Regions from separate parts of the Sus scrofa genome. Here region 1 is linked to region 2. The links are chromatin contacts, called in public Hi-C maps. All regions are on one chromosome and are shown on one strand. The core of a region is the stretch at or near the end of the contact, and the rest is flanking DNA. Distances in the headings are between cores, read along the strand shown.

Region 1 (5,659 bases), core at 1,587-4,086, 420 kb before region 2:
CTTCAGTGATTTCTCATAAAAGGTAAATAGATGTGTAAATAAATGAAAACTGCACCAAGATTTTATTTTTATTTTTCACGTGCCTTTGACAAGGATGCACACCTAAGTGGGACAAATAAATCCCTAATAGTGAGGTCATTCCTTACGATAGCTGACGTAAAGCAAAGGGGGAAAAAAATCACAAGCGAAACAGCATCACTTCATACTGGAGTCAACAGTGAGGTACACTCAGCTCTGCCACACCCAGCTGTGTGGCCCTGGAGATCTGAACACTTTGCTTCTCTAAGACACAGTTTCCTGGATCTCTGAAATGAGGGCAAGGGATCAGATTGCCCCTCCTTCCATCACATGAATTTTATGAGGCCCCCCAGGAGAAGCATCATGAACCCTTTACAGTTTTTTTTTTTTGTTTTTTTTTTTTTTAAATTCATTTGTCTTTTTAGGGCCAATCCCATGGCATATGGAGGTTCCCAGGCTAGGGGGTCAAATCAGAGCTATAGCTGACCACCTAAGCCACAGCCACAGCCACACCAGATCTGAGCTGTGTCTGCAACCTACACCGAAGCTCACAGCAAAGCTGGATCCCCAACCCACTAAGGAAGGACAGGGATCGAACATACACCCTCATGGATACTAGTCCGGTTTGTTACCACTGAGCCACTATGGGAACTCCCTCTCTCCCGGTTTGAAACACTGACCACCAGGGGATCAACTGCCAAGGTCTGGATGAAGTGGTGGAAAGGTGGCAGCCATACCTCAAAGAAGGCACGTGCAGGGGGACACACTATGGGAAAACCATCCAGACTCAAGTTTGATGGGCTTTCTGCCATCAACTATATGCCATAGAAAAAGCTGCATGTCACAAGGCTTCTGCCATGTGGATAACTTTGGTCTCAATGAGCCAACACAGTGAAAACTATCATCACAGTGAAATCTGGAAACGAATCAGAAGCCCCCATCCTGTTCTCTGCAAAACCATCCTAAAGCCTCAGAAATTCAAGAGAAATGCAAAACAGCAAGCGAATTCTCAGAGAAAGACAACATTATATGTCACAAGGATAGGGCTTTTCAGCCACAACCTACAGAAGTGGTATATGATCCAAGGCACGAAGAAGAATTTGACCTTTTCATCAAATCTCAGTACCTGAATCCTTAAAAAGGCAATGTGAAGATATCTAACAGGAGAGGCTTCTGATAGGTAGGGCAGTAAGCATCTGGAATGAATTAGAGCCAGGGAGTGGCATAGGGAGAAAACAGAAAGACCTTCAAGAAAAGCTCAAAAAACCTCGGGAGTAATGAACTCTGCTGTTACTAGGGCTGTTTGGAATCCACTGACTGGTCTTCCCTGTAAAAGCCAGAAAAGGCCATCCAGCTCTCCCACCACACAGCAGGCTTTATGGTCATTACTGGCAACAGGGCTAGGACAGGATGAGCTCCCCGCCTCCTGTGTCCAGTAAAGACAGCGATCCTTTTCCCCTTTCCTCTGTCTTTCTGGCTGGGAAGCATGATAATGAACAAAGCAACAAACCTTACCTCATTCCAGCACACTTGCAAGGCTTCCAAGAGCCAAATTCCAACTGTTTTACTGAGGGTGGCAATGGAACTGACTTCTGCTTATTGAAAATACCATAGACTCCCTTTTTCCTCTAACAACAATTCAATTACTATAGAACTCAAAAATATTTCTAAAAATCTAGCAGTATTTAAAACTTCCTTTTTCTCCATCAATCAGTTGGCCCCAAAGAAACCTTCCTATATCCCACAGGCTCCTTAGACGGAAACAGCTAATTGTGATGCCTAGCAAGAACCCTTATCTTCTTTCCGATACACAGCGCCCTTCCTCCGGCAGAATCCTAAAATAGCAGTTCAGATTAGCATGGCGTTGAGGAGTGGGAGCCTGGCTGAATAACATCAGAATTAATGAGCGGCCGGACCCCAAACAGAGCCACCTGGTGGGCAGGAATCGGGCTGTTTCCTTCAACCAAGTGCCTGCTCCAGGCTATCTCAGCTCCAGCCCGCACCACATTCGCTCTCGGAAGAGGAGGCCCTATTGCCCAGAAAGAAGAGGGCCGGCGCGCAGCGCCCTCACCTTTCAGCAGGTCCGGGTGCACGTAGCCCAGCACGTCGGAGACCCCCAGCTCCTGGCGGGAACAGGTGCCACCGTGGATGTGCAACCAGGCAGGCTCGGCGAGGGCAGTACACAGCGCGGTGATGGACAGGGCACCCGGTAGGGCTGAGGCCAGGCTACGCTCCGGCTGCTTGGGCAAAGCGCTGCCTCCCGGGCTCCTCCGCCGGCGCCCGCCGGGCAGCCCTGCGCCTCCGGGGGCGTACATGCCCGGGGCCGCCCGCCGTAGCTCCGCGGTCGCTGCTGGTCGCCGCCGACCTCCGCGGGGCGCACAGAGCCTGCCTGTCCAGGGGAGGAGAGCAACGCACTGGGTTCGCAGCAGGTAAGGCTGGAGCAAAGCTGTCAGGGTCCATGCTGATGAGGACAGGGGTGGGACAGAGGGCCGAGCTGAGACCCGAGAGCTGCGGGGGTTAGGGAACTGGGACCGGGTCCCTGGAGTGGGACTGCGGAGGTGCGGGATGAGGACCGGGAGAGGGCTAGGGGCCCGCTGCATCTCGGCAGAGCGGAGTAGGGAGAAGGCTGGGACGAAGGTATCCGTTACTGGTGGAAGAGAGTCTTGACCAGAGGGGTCTTGGCCAGAGGGAGTCGAAGCGCGGAGAACTAGCCTGGGCCGCAGGGATCGGGGACCCAGGATCTGGGAACGGCGCTCTGGGGTGCGACCTATACCCAGAAAGGACCCGCCTCTCACTAACTCCTAATCCTTACCAGTCAGCAGGCCTTAAGTGTCTGGATGGCGTCGCTCCGTCCCGTCAAGGGCTCCTCAGCTCTGCGGGGCCGACCGTTCCCAGGCCCCAAACCCGCAACGCCCGGACAGACCCGGGCCCGATCCACTTCCGGCTTCTACACCTCTGCCCCCGCCTCCTCCGGCTCCCCGCCCCGTCCCCCGCGCCAGACACAGCCCGGGCGCGCCGCCGGTCCCCTGCGCAAGGCCTCACGGGACTGGTAGTTCTAGCCGATACCGCGATGTTTTCCGCTGTGGGGACTGGAGAGGGGTGGCTAAGGACCGACTACAACTCCCAGAGGGCAGCGCGGCCGCAGCAGCGGACCCTTTAGTTCCTAAGAGAACCCGCGGCCCTTGGGCGGAAGCAGGTTTGCGTGGTGGGAGCCGCAGTCGGCAGTGCTGTCTCTGCTCACCACTTTCTGCGCCAGGCCGCCATGAAGGACTCGCTGGTGCTGCTTGGCCGTATCCCGGCGCACCCGGACTCCCGCTGCTGGTTCCTGGCCTGGAACCCCGCGGGAACTCTGCTGGCCTCGTGCGGTGGCGATCGTAGCGTCCGCATCTGGGGCAGAGAGGGTAAGGCCGGTCCCGGCTTGCCGCCGAGGGATCTACGTGTGCTTGGTGTGGGTACCATGCTCTGGGAGTGCGCAGCCTGCGGGGCAGCAGATTCAGAAAGGCGGGGTCACTGGCCGAGGGAGAAGATGGAGGAGCCACTTTCGAGTTGGACATTAGCCACTCTCTGGTTTTTCTGGCTAGAAGCAAAGATGTCAGTAGATGGCCGAAATAGGGAATTATGACAGTTTCTGAGGCAGGAAAATGAGAGAAGGTGGTAGGAAAGTAGCCTGCAGAGTATTTTGCGACAGACGATGAAGTTTACATTTTGTCCCAACGGTATTTGAGAGCCATTGACTGTTTAGGGCCGCATCCGAGGCCTATGTAAGTTTCCAGGCTAGGGATCAAATCGGAGCTGCTGCTGCCAGCCTACGCCACAGCCACAGCAACACTGATCTGAACTGCATCTGCAGCCTACACTGCAACAGCGGATCCTTAACCCACTGAATAAGGCCAGGGATCCAACTCGCATCCTCATGGATACTAGTCGTGTTCTTAACCCTGAGCCCCAACAGGAACTCCACCACTGACAGTTTTAAATCAGGAGGGCAACTCCTCATTTGTTTTAGAAAGATGCCTCCTAAGGAAGTGGATTCAGTTACAGCTTTCTGAAAGCATGTTGTTAAATACACCCACTGAACTTTGCCCTCTCAGCTGGGCTCCAATACTGGTCCCCATTACCCAGTGGCATCGTTAGTACTTCAGTATCTTCTTGTGCACCCAGCTCCAGAGCCTGGTCTGCTCTCTGCTTTTAGGCGACAGCTGGATCTGCAAATCTGTCCTCTGTGAAGGCCACCAGCGCACCGTACGGAAGGTGGCCTGGTCTCCCTGTGGAAATTACCTGGCTTCTGCCAGCTTTGATGCCACCACTTGCATTTGGAAGAAAAACAAGGATGACTTTGAGGTAACTGGGTTGGATGGGGCCAGGATTGTTGGAACCTGAACTGACCTGAGTGGGTAAGGCTGTACCCAGGAGGACTGCAGGAGTCTTAGATGACGTTGATTCCTGTCCCTCTTCCCTTTTCACAGTGTGTAACCACTCTAGAAGGCCATGAAAATGAGGTCAAGTCAGTAGCCTGGGCCCCATCTGGCAACCTCCTTGCTACCTGCAGCCGAGATAAGAGTGTGTGGGTCTGGGAAGGTGAGTCCCTCCAGGCACAGTTGAGAACCAGCCATCAGATCCCACCCGTGTCCCTTATAAGCTCCCTTCTTTTTTCTGCCGCAGTCGATGAAGAAGATGAGTATGAATGTGTCAGTGTCCTCAACTCCCATACACAGGATGTCAAGCATGTGCTTTGGCACCCAAGCCAGGAGGTAAGAGTCAGGTACCCTGGTGGGAAGGAATTCTGATGTGGAGGGTTGTGCCCAACCTTCTTCCACTCTCCAGCCTTAGCCTGATTCTTGCAGAGATCTCTATCTGTGCCCCAAAGACGTCAATCAGTCCCTTTATAAAAGTAGATCGCTGGGAGTTCCCTGTCCTGTCCTAGGAGGGAGAAGTGCTGGAAGCACAGGTACTTCCTGGGCCCTCCAGACACGTCCTGTGTTTTCCCTGGCCTTCTCCACAGCTGTTAGCCTCTGCCAGCTATGACGACACAGTGAAGCTCTACCGGGAGGAAGAGGATGACTGGGTATGCTGTGCCACCCTTGAAGGTCATGAATCCACTGTGTGGAGCTTGGCCTTTGACCCCAGCGGCCAGCGCCTGGCATCTTGCAGCGATGACCGTACCGTGCGCATCTGGCGCCAGTATCTGCCAGGCAATGAGCAAGGTGAGGAGCCAATCTGAGGGCTAAGAAGATTTGTCTCTTGTGAGGTTTGAAAGAGTGTGTAGGATTTTAATGCAAGAAGAAAATTCTAGGTGCAAATAAAACAGCACAAACAAAAGCATTGAAGGTGAAGACAGCCTAGACTTGGCAATGCCAGGAGCAGTGACTTGTGTGGTGTCAGTGGTGCATAGGGTATAAAGGGTTTGGAGAGAAATGAGGTGGGTTGGGCTGTTTGGTGGGTGGCCTTAAAAGGCAGACTGACTCATCAGACCTAGTCTGCTGCAACAGGTTTTTTAAGGAACAGAACATTTCCTTCTCAGAATTCTGCTGTAAAAATACCAATCTGGGTGCAGTGTGTAAGGCAGATCCTTGAGGATGGAGATAGGAATGAAAATGAGGCCTCACGGGAATTCCCTGATGGCTCAGCAGATTAAGGATTC
Region 2 (5,745 bases), core at 1,363-3,862:
ACGCATTTTATTAGTAAAATAAAAGGTGTACCTTACATGAGAATCATTTAGTTGACTGGATAATTACTTCATAGAAGCATAGACTAACATTTATGCCAATTTTTGCTAGCCATCTAAATTAGAAACGGTTTCTGTAGGCAATTCAACACTAAGCACCTTCAAATAGGGTCAAGTAGAGACTGGGGTTATATGATCCCCAGAATAAAAACTCAGACGAAAAATTTAGACTTTTAGAAGAGCAAAACAAGTTAGTGAGAATTAGAACCAGAGGCAATATTTACTTAAAAGTACCATAGGTTGTTAAAAGTGTTTTCTTTAAATAAAAACGTGTGTAGTTATTAATAATGTACCTTAATACTGAGTGCAGTGGTATTAGAGTTAAGAGGAAACCGCACAACAGATTAACTCAAAAAAAATGTTGACTGTTTCTTTAGTTCAGTGATTAAAGCTGAACTTGCTTTTGAAAAAGAATGGAGCGCTATTTACAACACAAGCAGCGTACCAACAGGATTCCTAACTGTATTCACATTATTCTCTAATTAGTATTTGTGCATTTCAACTCGTACCTGACCTTCAGTAGTATCTCAAAGACAAACGCAATTAGTAAAAACACAGGGCAGTATGTAGTTTTGTACACACAAATACTATCAGTTTCATTACAATTTGCATTTCTTGTTGCTCTTGGAAAAGTAACCATTTTAAAAAACAGTTACAGAGAAGCGCAATACTCCTTACTTTGCAAGGTATCCAGCAATGTTTAAATCAAAGGAACCCTCAATCCATTCTGTGCCCTTGACTTAGATGCATTTCTAGTCCTCAGAAACAGGGACTCCAGGAGAGAGGGGTGGTATGGGAGAAGACGCTGGTGTCAAGGTTTGAGGAATCACTTGGAAATCCACCGCAGTCCCACTGCTAAGGAAAATTCCTGCCCATCTTTTCTAACCCAAGTAAGAATGCAGCGTTAAGCCTAAGACTTTTCTGATCTCAATTCCTTGTCTATACCCGGTATCCTATTCCTGACGACAAACACGCCTTAAAATTTTCTAAAAGAAATTCTTTTTACCCAAATACATTGGACTTGGGTCTCAATTTGAATGAGGATGAGTGGCCTTTGAGAGACCGGTCCTCCTCTATGTCTTCCCCTTCCTCCAGGGGCTGCTCCGGGTCTCTGAAAGAGGGTGTGGTGTGGATGATCTGGGTTCGGAAACGGATTTTGTTAAGTCTGGGCTTCATCCGCCCACTAGTGCTGCCTGAGGCTTTGCGACTTGGCTCCTTTGCTTTGCCCGCAGCCGGTCCCTCAGCCAGGTGGTGGTGGTGGTGGTGGTGGTGGTGGTGATGGTCCCCGCTGTCCTCCAGGGCGTGGGAGTGCCTGCCGGAGATGAGGTGCGATGGCAGCACCTTCGAGAGCCTCCAGCGCCCTCCCCCGCTGCCCACGTTGCTCTCGCCATCGTCCTCGTCCAGGGCGCCCACCAGGGTCCGGATCTCCTCGGCGGTACTCGGGCTCAGGTACTGCGAGGCCTTCCTGCCGCTGTAGTCGCGCACGTCTACGTCCGCGTCGTAGGCCCCGACCAGCAGCTTCACCACCTCCACGTGCCCGTGCATGGCCGCCAAGTGCAGTGCGGTGTAGCCACAGCTCGTGCGCGCGTTGATGTTCACCGGCAGCCGGTGCTGGCCCGCGAAGCGCACTAGCAGGGCCAGCAGCTCCTGCCGGCCGTGCTTGGCCGCCCAGTGCAGGCAGGTAAAGCCGGTGATGAAGTCGCGCTTGGCCAGCAGGCCGGGCTCACAGGCCAGCAGCCCCTCCAGGCTGTCCCAACGACCGTCGGCGGCCGACAGCATCCACGCGTGCTCCAGAGGGTCCAGCGTCAGCGCGCCCGCGCTCTCCTCCTCGGTCCCGCCGTCCGCGCCCCCCGGGCCGCGCCGCAGCTGCGGTGAGCCTCCCGCCGCCGGGTCCCGGGGCGCCGGGCGGCCCGGCCGCGGCCCAAGGGGCGCATCACTCGGCGCCTCGGGCCTCCCGCCTTCCTCCGCGGGGCCCCCGCGGGGCCGCCTCCCGAGGGGCGCGCTCGGGATGCCGTCCGCCGGGTCTGAGGGGTCGGTATCCACGTACCCCGGCTCCCTGAGACGGCCGCGGGCGCCCGCGCGCAATTCGGGAGTCCCGCCCAGGGCGCCTCCGACGGGTTGCTCCAGCTCGGCTGGCGGGGCCGGGGGTCCGCACTCCGCCGGGCTCTCCATCCCCGCCCGAGTACCTGGCTTGCTAACCACCAACTCGGCCCGCTGCTCCTGAGAATCCTCGCGCGCCCCGCAGCGGCGGACTAGCTGCCACCGCCCCCAAGCCGCGCCCGCGGGCACGCCTCCGCCTGCCGGCCCCGCCCACTTCCGGCCGTCCCCGCGGGCCGCCTCTCAAGTCCGACGGGCCCCGCCCCGGTCCGTCCCCAAGAGGCCGGGATCTGTGCTCTAGTCCCACATGCCACGGCCCACCCGCTTCCGGTTCCCGAGCGGGTTTTAGTGACCGTTCCTTCCAGGGAACACGCCCTGACCCCGCCCACTTCCGGTCCCCGCGCGGGCCGCAATCTGTGCTCAAGCCCTGCCTCGGCGATGAGGAACCGTGGCGGCATTTTTGCGGGTCTTTTTCCTCAGGTCCTGAGTGTGCTCCATCCCCTCCTCTGCACTGACTGGTCAACTTCTAAAATGTCCGGGCTCTTCTGTAACAGGCCCACTTCGCGTGCGCGTGGCCTGCCGCGGCCCCCAGCCCACTGAGGCCACTGGACCTCTCCCCTCGGATCCCCTCCCCTCACCTCCTGGACCCCGCCCAGCCCCTCGCGTCACTGAAGCTACTGGACCCCTCTCCTCCCTCCATCCCGGGCTCCGCCCCTTTCCCCGGTCCCCTGCGCCATTCCGCCCGGCCCCCCCGCATCACTGAGGCCGCTGGACCAGTCTGCGGCCATCCCCGCCCCGCCTCTCCCTCCCGGGCCCCGCTCCTCGCCCCGCCCCCCGCGCCATCCGGCCTTGCCCCTCGGAGTCCCTGAGGCCACTAGACCCGCTTCGGCCATCCCCTCCCCGCCCCTCCCGGGCCCCGCCCCTCGCCCCACCCCCGCGCCATCCGGTCAGCTCCTCGCGTCACTGGGGCCGCTGGACCCCGCCCCTCCCGGCCCCTCCCGCCCCGCCCCTAGCGTCCCTCTGCCGCCGGCCGCCTAGCTCCGCCGGGAGCTGCCGCCGCGCCTCCCTGGCCCTCCGCCCGCCCAGCCCCGCCCGGACCATGGCCTCCGAGGTGGCGCGGCACCTGGTGAGTCCGCCAAGCCTACCCCACCCACCCCTGGACCCCCGCCCTCTTGTCTTGGCCCGCGGTCTGGCTGCCTCGGCGGGGCAGAACCGCTCCCTCCCCCCGGCCCCTCCCGGCTCTCGGCGGCCGGGGCTTTGCGGGGCTTCCCGTCGTCCCCGAAGTTGAGTCTGCAAGGAGGACGGTTTCTGTAACGGTCCCGGACGGACGAGAGCAGGGTGGACCCCTGACCCTGCGCGCTGGGCTCGGCCTCCCTGGCCCCAGTTAGAGCGGGTGTGGACCTCCTTGGGATTGGAGCCTTTTTTTCCCGCCTGGCGCCCTTGTGCGTTAAGAGAGCACGTGTGACTAATTTGTTCGGCGTCCTCTACCTTTTACGTTCCTTTGTACACTGACCTCATTTCAGAGTTAGCCCGGGGCTGGCATGGCAGTGCCAGAGTAGTGCCTGGCGATGCCGCTTCAGAGTAAGCCAGTTACGTTCATTGCATGGAGTTTTCCAGATGCCACGCGCTGTGGAAGGACCGCACCACTCTGAGGGCTGTGTATTTTGAAAGTTTTATTTTAACTTATGATGCTGTAACTCTCATGGTTGTATTCTGTGTAAAGAAAAGCTCTTTACGGCCTGAGACCAAAAAGTTGGAAAACTGCTGGTTTAAGCAATCTCCTAGACCAGAAGTTTAGCTTCTAGGAACCTGAGAGGTTGGGTGATGTGTTCAAAATCCCAGAGCCGGTTTCTCTCATGGAGCCTAGAGGGGGATTTTCCTCCTGATTCAGCCTAGGTCTTTTTCCTGTCTGTCCTGTGTTTAGAGAAGTCTCAGCTTTTCTGTCTGGACTGCCTTGTTAGAGTTGCTGTGTGCACGTGTGGGCGAGGAAAATGTGTTTTATAAATCTTGGTTCAGAGTGAACTTTAATCAGAGTTAAATTTGGGCTGACAGGAATTTAATTATTTAATTCCTGTTGCATTTCTTGTCAGTTGCTGTGTTTGTTTTGCAATAAGGCTACCTACCTTTAACTAAATTTGAAATAATTGTAGAGTCACGTGCAATTGTGAGAAATAATGGAATTCTCCTCTATCCTTTACCCATGATGCATAACATGATGCAAAACCATAGTAAAGACCACAACCAGAACATGGATGCTGACTCTGTGAAGAGAACTTTCCACCACCAGGAGATCCCTCCCTTGCTCAGTTGTAGCCACTTCATTTTCCTCTACCTCCTCCTTAACCCCTGACCACCACCAATCTGTCATTTCTGTAATTTTGTCACTTTAAGTCTGTTAGGTAATGGAATCACCCTGTATGTAACCTTTTGAGAATGGATGTTTTTCATTCAGCAGCATTCTCTGGAGATTCATTCAGGTTGTTGGAGGGATCATTAGATTGTTCCTTTTAATTGCTGAGTAGTATTACACTTTGAAGGACACCTCCTTTGCTTCTATTGTTGGGCTACTATGAGTAAAGTTGCTATAAACAGCCCTGTATGGTAACAATAATGTAGCATAAGGAAAACCCAAGTCTTCCATTCTCTGGAATTCAAATGGCAGTTGCATATTTAGTTTCATAAGAAACTGCTGGGAGTTCCCATTGTGGTGCAGCAGAAACGAATCCGACTAGGAACCACGAGGTTGTGGGTTCAATCCCTGGTCTCGCTCAGTGGGTTAAGGATCTGGCATTGCCATGAGCTGTGGTGTAGGTCACAGACATGACTAGGATCCTGCCTTGCTGTGGCTGTGGCATAGGCCAGCAGCACCAGCTCGGGTTAGACCCCTAGCCTAGGAACCTCCATATGCTGCAGGTGCGGCCCTAAAAGGACAAAAGAAAAAAAAAAAGAAACTGCTGAACTGTTTTGCAGATTTCTGTACCATTTCTTATTCCCACCAGCAGTGAGTGAGCGATCATTCTCTTCACATCCTCACACACTTGGTGGTCCTGTTTTTCTATGTAGATATTCTGATAGGTATGTAATGCTTATATTAGTTTTAGCTTGCATTTTTCTAATGGCTACAATGTTCAGCATCATTTTTTATGTGCTTATTTGCCATCTGTATATTCTCTTCAGTGAAATAACGCTTCATTTCTTTTGCCCATTTTCTTTCTTTCTTTTTTTTTTTTTAAACCTGTGGCATGTGGAAGTTCCCAAGCTAGGGGTTGAATCCAAGCTACATCTGCTGGCCTGTAGCATAGCCACAGCAATTCAGGATCCTCAACCCACTGAGTGAGGCCAGGGATTGAACCTGTGTCCTTATCATTCCTAGTCAGGTTCCTTAACCACTGAGCCACGAAGGGAATACCCTGCCCATTTTCTTTTTTTTTTTTTTTTTTTTTTTCGTCTTTTTGCTATTTCTTGGGCCGCTCCCGTGGCATATGGAGGTTCCCAGCCTAGGGGTTGAATCGGAGCTGTAGCCACCAGCGTACGCCAGAGCCACAGCAACGCAGGATCCGAGCCGTGTCTGCAACCTACACCACAGCTCAC

Evidence for each region. A called contact is a pair of places that touch in the nucleus more often than the background predicts.
Region 1: a Hi-C map of liver shows a contact between it and region 2, with 6 times the contacts expected there. The contact joins the promoter of CIAO1 here to the promoter of SOWAHC in region 2. A contact is called at or near these places in 3 of 47 Hi-C or Micro-C datasets (heart right ventricle, liver and skeletal muscle).

What each region holds. Positions count from the first base shown.
Region 1 is chr3:46,964,180-46,969,838 of Sscrofa11.1, reverse strand. CIAO1 (probable cytosolic iron-sulfur protein assembly protein CIAO1) reads left to right here and starts at 2,836. Exons shown (of 6, transcript XM_013995867.2): 1 at 2,836-3,419; 2 at 4,211-4,359; 3 at 4,485-4,769; 4 at 5,021-5,222. The coding sequence starts at 3,281. TMEM127 (transmembrane protein 127) reads right to left here and starts at 2,981. Exons shown (of 11, transcript XM_021087100.1): 1 at 2,831-2,981; 2 at 2,090-2,407. The coding sequence starts at 2,333.
Region 2 is chr3:46,544,093-46,549,837 of Sscrofa11.1, reverse strand. SOWAHC (ankyrin repeat domain-containing protein SOWAHC) reads right to left here and starts at 2,612. Exons shown (of 2, transcript XM_021088390.1): 1 at 2,535-2,612; 2 at 1-2,394. The coding sequence starts at 2,612. The coding sequence ends at 1,060. SEPT10 (septin-10) reads left to right here and starts at 3,161. Exons shown (of 11, transcript XM_021087089.1): 1 at 3,161-3,280. The coding sequence starts at 3,254.